Linked DNA regions of Zea mays: region 1 is linked to region 2. Evidence: chromatin contacts called from public Hi-C data. All regions are on one chromosome and are shown on one strand. The core of a region is the stretch at or near the end of the contact, and the rest is flanking DNA. Distances in the headings are between cores, read along the strand shown.

What was found. Hi-C and Micro-C count contacts between places; a contact is called where the count stands out from the background.
Region 1: a Hi-C map of leaf shows a contact between it and region 2, with 6 times the contacts expected there. The contact joins the promoter of LOC100304328 here to the promoter of LOC103626393 in region 2. A contact is called at or near these places in 2 of 25 Hi-C or Micro-C datasets (both in leaf).

Annotation. Positions count from the first base shown.
Region 1 is chr5:57,194,846-57,200,003 of Zm-B73-REFERENCE-NAM-5.0, forward strand. LOC100304328 reads left to right here and starts at 1,295. Exons shown (of 1, transcript NM_001356619.1): 1 at 1,295-4,125. The coding sequence starts at 1,633. The coding sequence ends at 3,660. It overlaps LOC103626395 (a long non-coding RNA gene), which reads right to left. Exons shown (of 4, transcript XR_004849427.1): 4 at 4,997-5,158.
Region 2 is chr5:56,966,293-56,970,930 of Zm-B73-REFERENCE-NAM-5.0, forward strand. LOC103626393 (E3 ubiquitin-protein ligase BRE1-like 1) reads left to right here and starts at 2,430. Exons shown (of 21, transcript NM_001346887.1): 1 at 2,430-2,564.

The sequences.
Region 1 (5,158 bases), core at 45-2,544, 230 kb after region 2:
ACAGACGCCGAGGAACCGCTGGCACTTGCCGGCTATCACCGAGTATAGGTCAATAATGCAACGCAGGGGAGGGGACCCGTAACTGTCCGCTGCCAAACACAAACTCGCATTCATCCAACCAAGCCCTCGGTCCCCCCATTGCTGCTGCACTTGACCATGCACGCACGCTAGCATGGCATGATGATGGCAACAGCAGCCCTTGAATGCCAACGAATCGTGCATCAGCGAGGAGGGGGCGCAGTACAGTAGCTAGTACCACTAGTGATGGTGTAGTGTACCGGTACGTTACGTACAATACTACTTGGGTTTTGCTTGCACACCATTCCCTTCCGCTGGCAAGTTCACCTTTTTGCCCCCACTCCGTTGCCCGGCGTCGGAGACAGTACTACAACAGGCACCGATTCTGCGGCCGGCTTGACACGGAATGCGAGTACTAGTGCATTCCAACTGGCAGGTGGACAAGAGAGCACTGCAGCCTACGACGATAGGCACGGGTGGCGCCCGTCAGTCAGTTCCACCACGTGACAGTACACGCGACAGATGTCACCAGGCCAGGACTGCTTGCTAGCAGGGCATGCACGAGGCCACGAGAGAGAGCCAGAGAGGGTTGCAACTTGCAAGTAATACTCCAGCGGACGACCTCGGATCCTCTGACGATGTGGCGGGTCCTGGGAATCAGTCGTTGACCAAGAATAAGAACGGGGGCACAGCTTTCGCCGCCGCTCCCCAGGCCTGCAGCCGGCCAGGTGCGTGTGCGTGCAGTCCCCCAGCCAGCGACGGCCAGAAGATCACCTGACAATTCCGGCCCGCCGCCTGGTCGCCTGCGTCACGGTCACGGTCGCGAAAAAAACACCCGTTGCGGCGTTGCTCGAACCACCCTCGCCGCGCCCCGTCCCGTCCCGTCCCGTCCAACCCAACCCAACCCCCCGCCGCCCACCGGCCTCGGCCCCGGCCCCGCGGATAGACACCCGCGGCGCTGCCTGTGCCTTCTGCGCGGCGCTGCCAGCTGCCTCGTAATCACGCGCCCCTGCCCTGTCCTGCCGGCTGCCGTGCCGAGCCCCACGTCCACCTGCGCCCGCGGCCGCCTTTCCGCCCGCGGCCCAACAGAAAAAAAGAGAGAGAGGAAACGGGCGCACGCGGCCTTCCTCCCCCTCCGCCTCCTCTCCTCGGCCGCGCCTTGGACGCGTCCGACGCCGAGCCTTCCTTTCGTTCCTCTCCAATCGAGCCAAAAGGACTCCCGTCTCTTTCCCTCCTCCTTTCTCGCCTCGCCCCCCTTTTCCAGCCTAAACCCCCTCGCCCCCGCACCTCTTTCTTCCCCATATGGCCATACTATCACACTAGACTCCTCTCCTCTCCGCTCCGCGCCGGCATGGCCTCCTGTTCCCAGCGCCTCTCACCTACCGTGTGCCAGTCCCCCTCACGCGCCACGCCCCCCCTCGGATAACTACTAGTTGCCGTACCGTGGGAGCGCCGCCTCGAGTCTCACCAACAACACCTGCTGGTGCGTAGCCGCGCCCGCGCCCCCGCCGCGGCTCTCTGGTTGGATTCCCGTGCGGGATCGGCGGGCGAACCTCCGACTCACCGCCGCGACCGTTCCCGCATTACAGGGGCGTCCGTGCGTGCGTGCTCCGGATGGGGGCGTCCCACGACGACGAGGCGGGGCCGCTGGCGAGCCTCCTGGCGGCGCGCCGCGCGCTGCGGGCCGGCCTGGACAAGTCGCGCGCGCTGAGCCGCGCGCTGGCGCCCCGGCTGGAGGGGATCCAGGCGCGGCTGCCGGCCATGGAGGCGTCAGTGCGCCCGATCCGCGCGCCGCCGGAGGCGCTCGCCACGGCGGGGCCCAACATCGACCGCGCCGTGGGCCCCGCCGCCGCCGTGCTCAAGGTGTTCGACGCCGTGCACGGCCTCGAGCCGCCGCTCCTCGACCGCGCCGCCGCCGCCGCCGACCTCCCGGGCTACCTCGCCGTGCTCGCGCAGCTCGAGGCCGCGCTCCGCCTCCTCTCCGACAACTGCGGCCTCGCCACGCAGTGGCTGGCCGACATCGTCGCCTACCTCGGGGAGCGCAGGCTCGCCGACGCCCGCTTCGTGGCCGGCCTCGCCGCCGCGCTCGACCGCCTCAGGGACGACGCCTCCGCCGGCCTCGACGCCGGGCTGCTCGCCGCCGCGCTTGACATGCTCCAGGCTGAGTTCCGCCGGCTCCTCAAGGACCACTCCGCGCCGCTTGCTATGAAGGACCCCGACGGCTCTGGCTCCGATCCGCCCCCCGTCGTCCCTTCTCGGATCCCTGCCGCAGTCGTGCACAAGCTCAGCCTCATCCTTGACCGCCTCGCTGCCAACGGCCGGCTTGACCACTGCTCCTCGGCGTATGGGGACGCGCGAGGGGATACCGTGTGCGCCAGCCTCCGCGCGCTCGGCCTTGATTACCTCAAGGAGACGTCGGGGGACGCGCAGGCGCTCAGCCCGAGCGTCGAGCGCTGGGCCCGGCATCTGGAGTTTGCGGTGCACCACCTCCTTGAAGCTGAGAGAAAGCTCTGTGTCGCGGTGTTTGAACGGCGGCCTGAGGCCGCGCCCTTGTGCTTTGCTGAGATTGCAGCTCGTGCTGGCATTCTTGATTTCCTCGACTTTGGCCGTGCCCTGGCTGATGCCAGGAAGGACCCCATCAAGCTATTGCGGCTGCTCGATGTGTTCCATTGTTTGAACAAGCTGAGGCTGGATTTCAACCGTTTGTTCGGTGGAAAGGCCTGCGTAGAGATCCAAAGCAGGACTAGGGAGCTCGTCAAGAGGGTCGTGGATGGTGCTGTTGAGATCTTTGAGGAATTGCTTGTTCAGGTTGAGCTGCAGCGCACTATACCGCCACCAGTTGACGGCGGGGTGCCACGCCTAGTGAGCTTTGTCGCTAAGTACTGCAATCAGCTTCTTGGGGAGCAGTATCGATCTGTGCTAACACAGGTGATCACCATCCACCGCAGCTGGCGCAAAGAAGTGTTTAATGACAAGATGCTTGTTGATGCGGTGCTTAATATCGTTAAGACACTTGAGCTCAACTTTGATACATGGTCAAAGGCTTATGGAGATACAACACTGTCGTCTCTCTTCATGATGAACATACACTGGCACTTCTTCAAACACCTAAAGGGTACTAAGCTGGGCGAGCTGTTAGGTGATCCATGGCTCCGGGAGCATGAACAGTACAAGGATTACTACTCAGCGATGTTTCTGAGGGAGAGCTGGGGAACACTTGCACCCCTGTTGAGCAGGGAGGGCCTGATCATGTTTTCCAAGGGCCGGGCTACTGCAAGAGATTTAGTGAAACAGAGGCTCAAATCATTCAATGCTAGCTTCGACGAGATGTTTCAAAAGCAGTCTAAATGGGTGATATCGGATAGGGATTTGCAGCAGAAGACATGCCACCTCGTGGTGCAGGCCGTAGTGCCTGTTTACAGGAGCTTCATGCAGAATTATGGGCCGCTTGTTGAGCAGGACGTTAGTGCGAGCAGGTATGTGAAGTACAGCGCCGAGGATCTGGATAAGATGCTCAACACGCTCTTCCTGTCCAAGCCAGGCAGGCCAATGAGAGCTGGAAGCTTCCAAATCAAAAATTCGAATGACAAGATTACCAGTGCAATGACAGGATTGTATCGGAGTGCTTCTACTCTGAAGTAGCTTCAGTGGCAGTTGGGAAATACTGAATGCACAATTTGTGCAATAAGCCAATAACTTCGTAGGCAAAGGTGGTTCGGGCCAGTAAGTCAAGATCCCCACTTATGTGGGGGGTGCAATAATGGTTCCATGATTAGAGCAGCTGGAGCATAAGATGAACATAAAACTCTTCCAGAACTGATATTGTGGGGGAGAAAGATGACAGGAGTGTTTCCTCAGCGGGTCTCCTTCCTGTCGATCATCTTTTCACCTTCTATTGCATTCTTATCTGTAGCAAGTATACTCAATTCATTTTAGGAACTTGTGTGGGAGCAGAGGATGTGTAATCAGTTATCTGGTACATGGTAGAAGATTGGTTGTATTATAGGAGGTGTTAAGTTGTTGCATATGGTTATGGTATACTATGTTTTAGATCTCATGAACATGCAGTGAATTATATGGAGTACATTATAACTGGTGGCGAATGGTAATTACAGCAGTTAATTATATGGGATGGCATACTGTTTTTTTCCTTTTCCAAGTCTCTATTGCAGTATTGCTACACTATTACATAGTTCTTTCCGCTTTTATGGAATGGTTTACTTTTGGATCTGTTCTTTGTTCTTTGATGTTGTGATGTACAGAAGCATGCAGTCGATTATAGGCTTACTACCTTTTATGCTAATGCATAACACTACCATGAAACTGATACAGTAGAGGCATACATTATAGTCAGTGCTATTCATTCCTTTCCATTTCATCATGTATTTCTGCTCGTCCAAAGCTTGGTAATATTTTCTTGTCGATTGTGTTGTCTAAATTTCTGGAAAACAGCTATGGCTGCACACACATGCTGACTTGACGAGTGATTTTGCTTTTTGTATGAGAAAACATGTTTCTTGTTGGTTATGTAGACTTATATTATGGATTCCAGGTATTAACTAGCTGATTGCTTAGTATACAGGATGGAGGGAACATGAATCCCCCTTTACGATCATTTTTAGGTATTTTTTTGTTACTCAGGGATTTCTAGCCCCTGGTGTTTCCAAACAGCGGCAGCAGGGTGCTGGGAATCCCCCGCCAGGGCTTCCTTTCCCTGGGATGAGCCCCATCCTTCCAAACTAACCCTCAGGTTGTCACGCTGGGTGCTGTGGTTTTAGATTGGTATATGTATATGATACTCTATATTTCAGATCAATTTATACGTGTGTACATGAATGAATTATGATTTGCTATCCTAGATGTCATTTGTTCTGGCAATGGTCGCCTATGCAGTGGGTCACTGCAACCTTCTGTAGTTCTGTTGATATGCAATATGTGACTACTAATAATCGGGTTGGAGGTTAAAATGTGAGAGAGAAAAGGAATCATCTCAGATTATTTTGAATGGTAATTCTTGTTTTCTTGGACAAGTAGTAGGTTGCAGGTGTATGAATCCATTGCTTGTATTCTGTACCAATGTTACCTTGGTCCTAGAAATGCTGCCCCAAATGCCTCAGAGCATCTACAAAAGACTAGGCAA
Region 2 (4,638 bases), core at 1,180-3,679:
GTATCCTATCATACTTCAGTTTTTGAAAGAATATGATATTGAAACATATGAAAAATATCAAGTACAACATGTCCAACTTAAGACAATGTGGGTCCAGAATTTTGAGTTGTGTGTCGTGTACGAGATATCTTTGATGAGCTCAAATATGTGTTCAACTGTTTGTACTCTCAAAAAAATGTTTTTAGGTAGTACATAGTTACAAACTTTAAAGATATCCAAGTAGAGCAACATCCCCTTACGAACATGCACTTCACAATGGGCAGTGTAGAGCAGCATGCCAGGGACAGAAATTACTTACCAGCGATCCAAGTAGGCTTCAGGAATATTAGGGAATAAAACACATGCAAACTATGTGTTAGTTTTACATGTGTTCTTGGCATGAATACATGTTGAATCATTCTAATCGCTACATGAAAAAATATGTTCTATCAAAACTTTAGATGATTAGGGATGATAGTGCCATCAAATATCCTATATATAATTTCGAATCATTAATTAAAAGGAATAGAATGATAGCTCTATCAAAATTTCTCTTTGTCTTGCCCTTCCTCCTCTGATCCTATCTACAGATAAGGAACTTATGTTCTTCCCATTAAGGGACTATGCCTGAAATCTGCCCTGCAACAACTATTGTGTGAATGAATTATAATCCCTGTAACAAAGTTGTAGCATGTTTATCTAAATACCATTTATTCTAATGGCACGACACAAGATTAATGTCAATCAGCTAATGACATCCAGAGATTCGGTTACTGCATCTAATATAAATTGCAACAACAAATTCATGCAGTACCTGTGGAGAAGAAAATAAAATGGAGTGGGCAGCACATACAACGTGAAGAGAAGACAATCCTGCCAAAAGAATTGAACAAAAGACTGGCGTGACAAAAAATGATAATTTGGAGGGAGAAACAAACCCCATGCCAGGGACGCTGCACGAGAGCCGCAGCTCAACCTCGACTACCTCGCGGGGTGGTGGAAGAGCGTGGTGGCGTCCTACCTTGCTGCGATGTGGGAGCCTGGAAGGCGGTACACGGGAGCGTCGGGTGGGGATGAGATAGGGGGAAGGCGTCAGCATCTGGTCGCACGGGAGGCGTTGGCAAGCGTGGGGTGGAGGAAGAGCGCTCGACTACCTCGCTGGTGATGCGGTGAGGCGGGCGGGGGCCGCGACATGTGCGGAGCGTGGGGTGGAGGAAGAGCGCTCGACTACCTTGCTGGCACTTTGGTGAGGCGGACAGGGGCGTCGGGCGAGGGCACGTCATCCTACCTCGTTGGGGGGCGGTGACCTCACCGCAGGCCAACCCGGCGGCTGTAGCGGCGGGGGGACGCGGGGAGGGCTGCGGCAACGGGTTTTCGAGGGGCAGGGCAGGGATCTCGCGGTGGACGTGGATGCGGCTGTCACGACGGTGAGGCGGGCAGGGGCATCACGAGCGGAGACGGGGGCACGAGGTGTGGGGCAGGGTTTGGGTGGAAGGGCGGGGATCTCGCGGCGGATGCGAACGGGGGCAGGGCATGGCGAGCGAAGGCGTCAGGCAGGGGAGTGCTGCACGCGGGCGGCGTGCGTGTGGTAGGCCAGGCGTGCATCGCGGCGGGCGTGCAGGAGAAGCAACGGCAGGCGAGCAGGATTTGCAGAGCGTGAGATGCGGCGGGCAGCGGAGCGGCGGTTGCAGGGCGAGGGCAGTCTACAATCCAACCTTAATAGTTAGTACAGATAAGAAATTAAGACTCTACCGTCACTTGTTTTTTATGTCTATTTCAAATGAATGATGATAAATCTAGACACATATATAAAACACATACATCAAATATTATATGAATTTATTAATTATCTAAAACAAATTTTAATTTGAGTGAGTACAAACTAGAGAAGTGGTGTGGGAAAGTGTGCTGGATCAGAAACAAACTGTCTCAACTTAACAAGATAATTTTTTTTACTTAAACAATAATATGTTAAGAAAAAAGTTATAGCTTAACTAGAAAAAATACTACAGCTTCATGGACTAAAATATTCCATATCTAGGAGATTTTGTCTAACATCAATCACAAAGAAATTGTATTCCAACGTCATGAGAAAACACATCCCAACACCACAAGAAAAAATGTTAAGGACTGGGAGAAAAAATCTCATGGAATAAAAGGTTATAACATACTGTAGAACACAAATTTCAAAAGAAGCAAAAAACATAATAATATAACAAAGAGAACCAATTGCCATGGAAAAAAGAAAAAAAAGGAAAAGAAAGCGGAGAAAGAACGAATCATTTTCATGGGCTGCTCTCACTAACGAACCAACCTAGTAGTCATGCACATCAGCGTCTGCAGTTCTGCACCTGCACGCGCACACAAATCGGCCCAGTAGCGCGTGTGGAGAAGCTGTAATAGTAGTCCCGGAGGAATTCGCTCTCCTGAGTGGAGACTGGAGACTGGAGTTCACAACTGTTTTCGCTGTTTCTCTCTCCCGTAGCCCAGTTTACCTCGCCTAGGGCGACCACCGCCGCCGCCCTACGCCAGCTGCCCAGGTCTTGGGCGGACCCTTTGCCGGCGACGAGCACCCACCACACCAGGTATGCCCGCTCTTTGTCTTCTCTTCCTGCTTGGTGACACCCATGTCTTTTGTTGGGCCCGCCCCTGCCCCCAAGGTGAGCCCAACCCTAACTCGCTGTGGAGTTATTGGGTCCGCCCCTACCCCAAGGTGAGCCCCAACCCTAACTCGCTGTGGAGTATGAAAAAAATCGATGTGGATGGATTTGGTGTGGATGGATTTGGGACCCAGGGCTGTCACCAGTGGGATTTTTCTCAAACCCAGGGTTGGATTCATTTGTGTAAGACTAGATTCTAAAATTCTTTGAATTCAGTTTTAAAAATATTATGTCTCTATTGGTGTTGCTGCGCCCATGAATACTTCCACATCTGGACGAGTTTGTCACGTCCTGTGGCCGCCGTCGACGAGGAATGTGGCTCCGACAAACTCGCCTTGCCGCTTCTTCACGAGGAAGACGACTGGAAACTGTTCTGAATATTCTCTTCGATGCCCTGTCGTGTTCTGGATGTCCTTTTGTATCAACTCTTGCATCTCGACTTGGGCCATGGACTGGGCTGCGGTGTCACCACTTCACAAGTGGGCCGGATGTTACAGAGTTTATGTATCATCAATATATAAGGTTTGAGTACAAAAGGAATCATAGACACATCAATAGATGTGCAAAAGCGCAAGCTATGTCCTGATATGGTTTACTTGGTAACGGAAGCGAATCGAAGTGGAAAAGCAAGCATGTGCCAGAACCTGAAACGTAATTCAGAAATAACGGATGATGAATGTCCGTTTTCCCCGAACATGCAGGAGAATTCTGCATTATTATATTAAGAAGAAAAAGGCTCTAGATAACTTGTACAACCCTTAGTAGGGGTAAAAGAATAAATACGGAAAGGACTCGCCGAATGGACAATAGTGCAAACCAGTGACCAAGAAAGAGAGACCATCATGTCCATATGCTACGGAGCCCCTCGGCTCCTGCCATACCCACATCTTGGGCCTCATCTCTAATACCCCACATGATGTCATCAAAATTAGGCGAGAAGCCCTTAAAAAGGAAACACACCCATTTATATGTTTCCAAATACAGCTTGCCACCAACAAGACCAATGAGTTGAAACCCTAGCTGGCGTCGCGGTGTAGATGGCGACATTCTAAACAAACATCTTGGTATCTTGTAACACCCCATGATTCCAGCCACAGGGTCCGTTGGTGCATGCAGCTGGCTGTGCCTTGCCTATCATGGATGTGGCCGTGAAATTCAGGGCAGCTGTTTCGGTCCCTTTGCATGCGCTGCATGGTTGCATGGCTAGCACCTTGGGTTCCCTGGCTTGCCGGCTTGGAGGCATGGTGGATGCAAAGGGGCATGGAAAGGATATACATCGACCTATCATGAAGAATTACGACCTGAGTTGGAAGCAGCCTTGATGCCGAGCGCTAATTGCCCGTAATCTGCCCCACGAGTCGAGGCGGCCCAACCTATAAGAGATTTTGACTCGGTTGCCAGCTGGAGTGCTTCAACTTGTGAACCTGCTGTGGCTATTGGAGAGGAGGAACACATGTCTAATAATGTTACCAGAGCCCTGTACTTTGATCCTTGTTATTGATGCTTTTTGTCTGCTGTACGTATCAGCATAGGCGCCCACGGATATCCCAACAGCCGGCTAAAGAGGGGGGGTGCTAGGTGGCAGGACCGCAGGACTATATAAGCCGCATAGAGGAGAGGAGAGGGTAAGCAGAATTAGAAATTCAGGTATTTAGGCACAATATAATATTCAGGTATTCATCCACCTGAATACTATAAAATGATAAACATCGGAGGATTTAGGCACAATATAATATTCAGGTATCTCCGCATTTGCGGGGGAAGGCTCTCCTTGGTTTATCCCTTCCCTAGACCCCACTTATGTTGGAGCCTGGTCTGCCCTTTTATAATATTCAGGTATCTATAAGTGTATAGAACCAAATGCTATATTCTTGGTAAAGATTATTGAACTTTTGACGTAACCTAGGCCATGAGTCTGCTAGAAGATACAGTTTGGATTAAATTGCAGTGTTTCATTTTGTCTTTGAATGCATACCAATATTCATTGGGTTCAGATGTA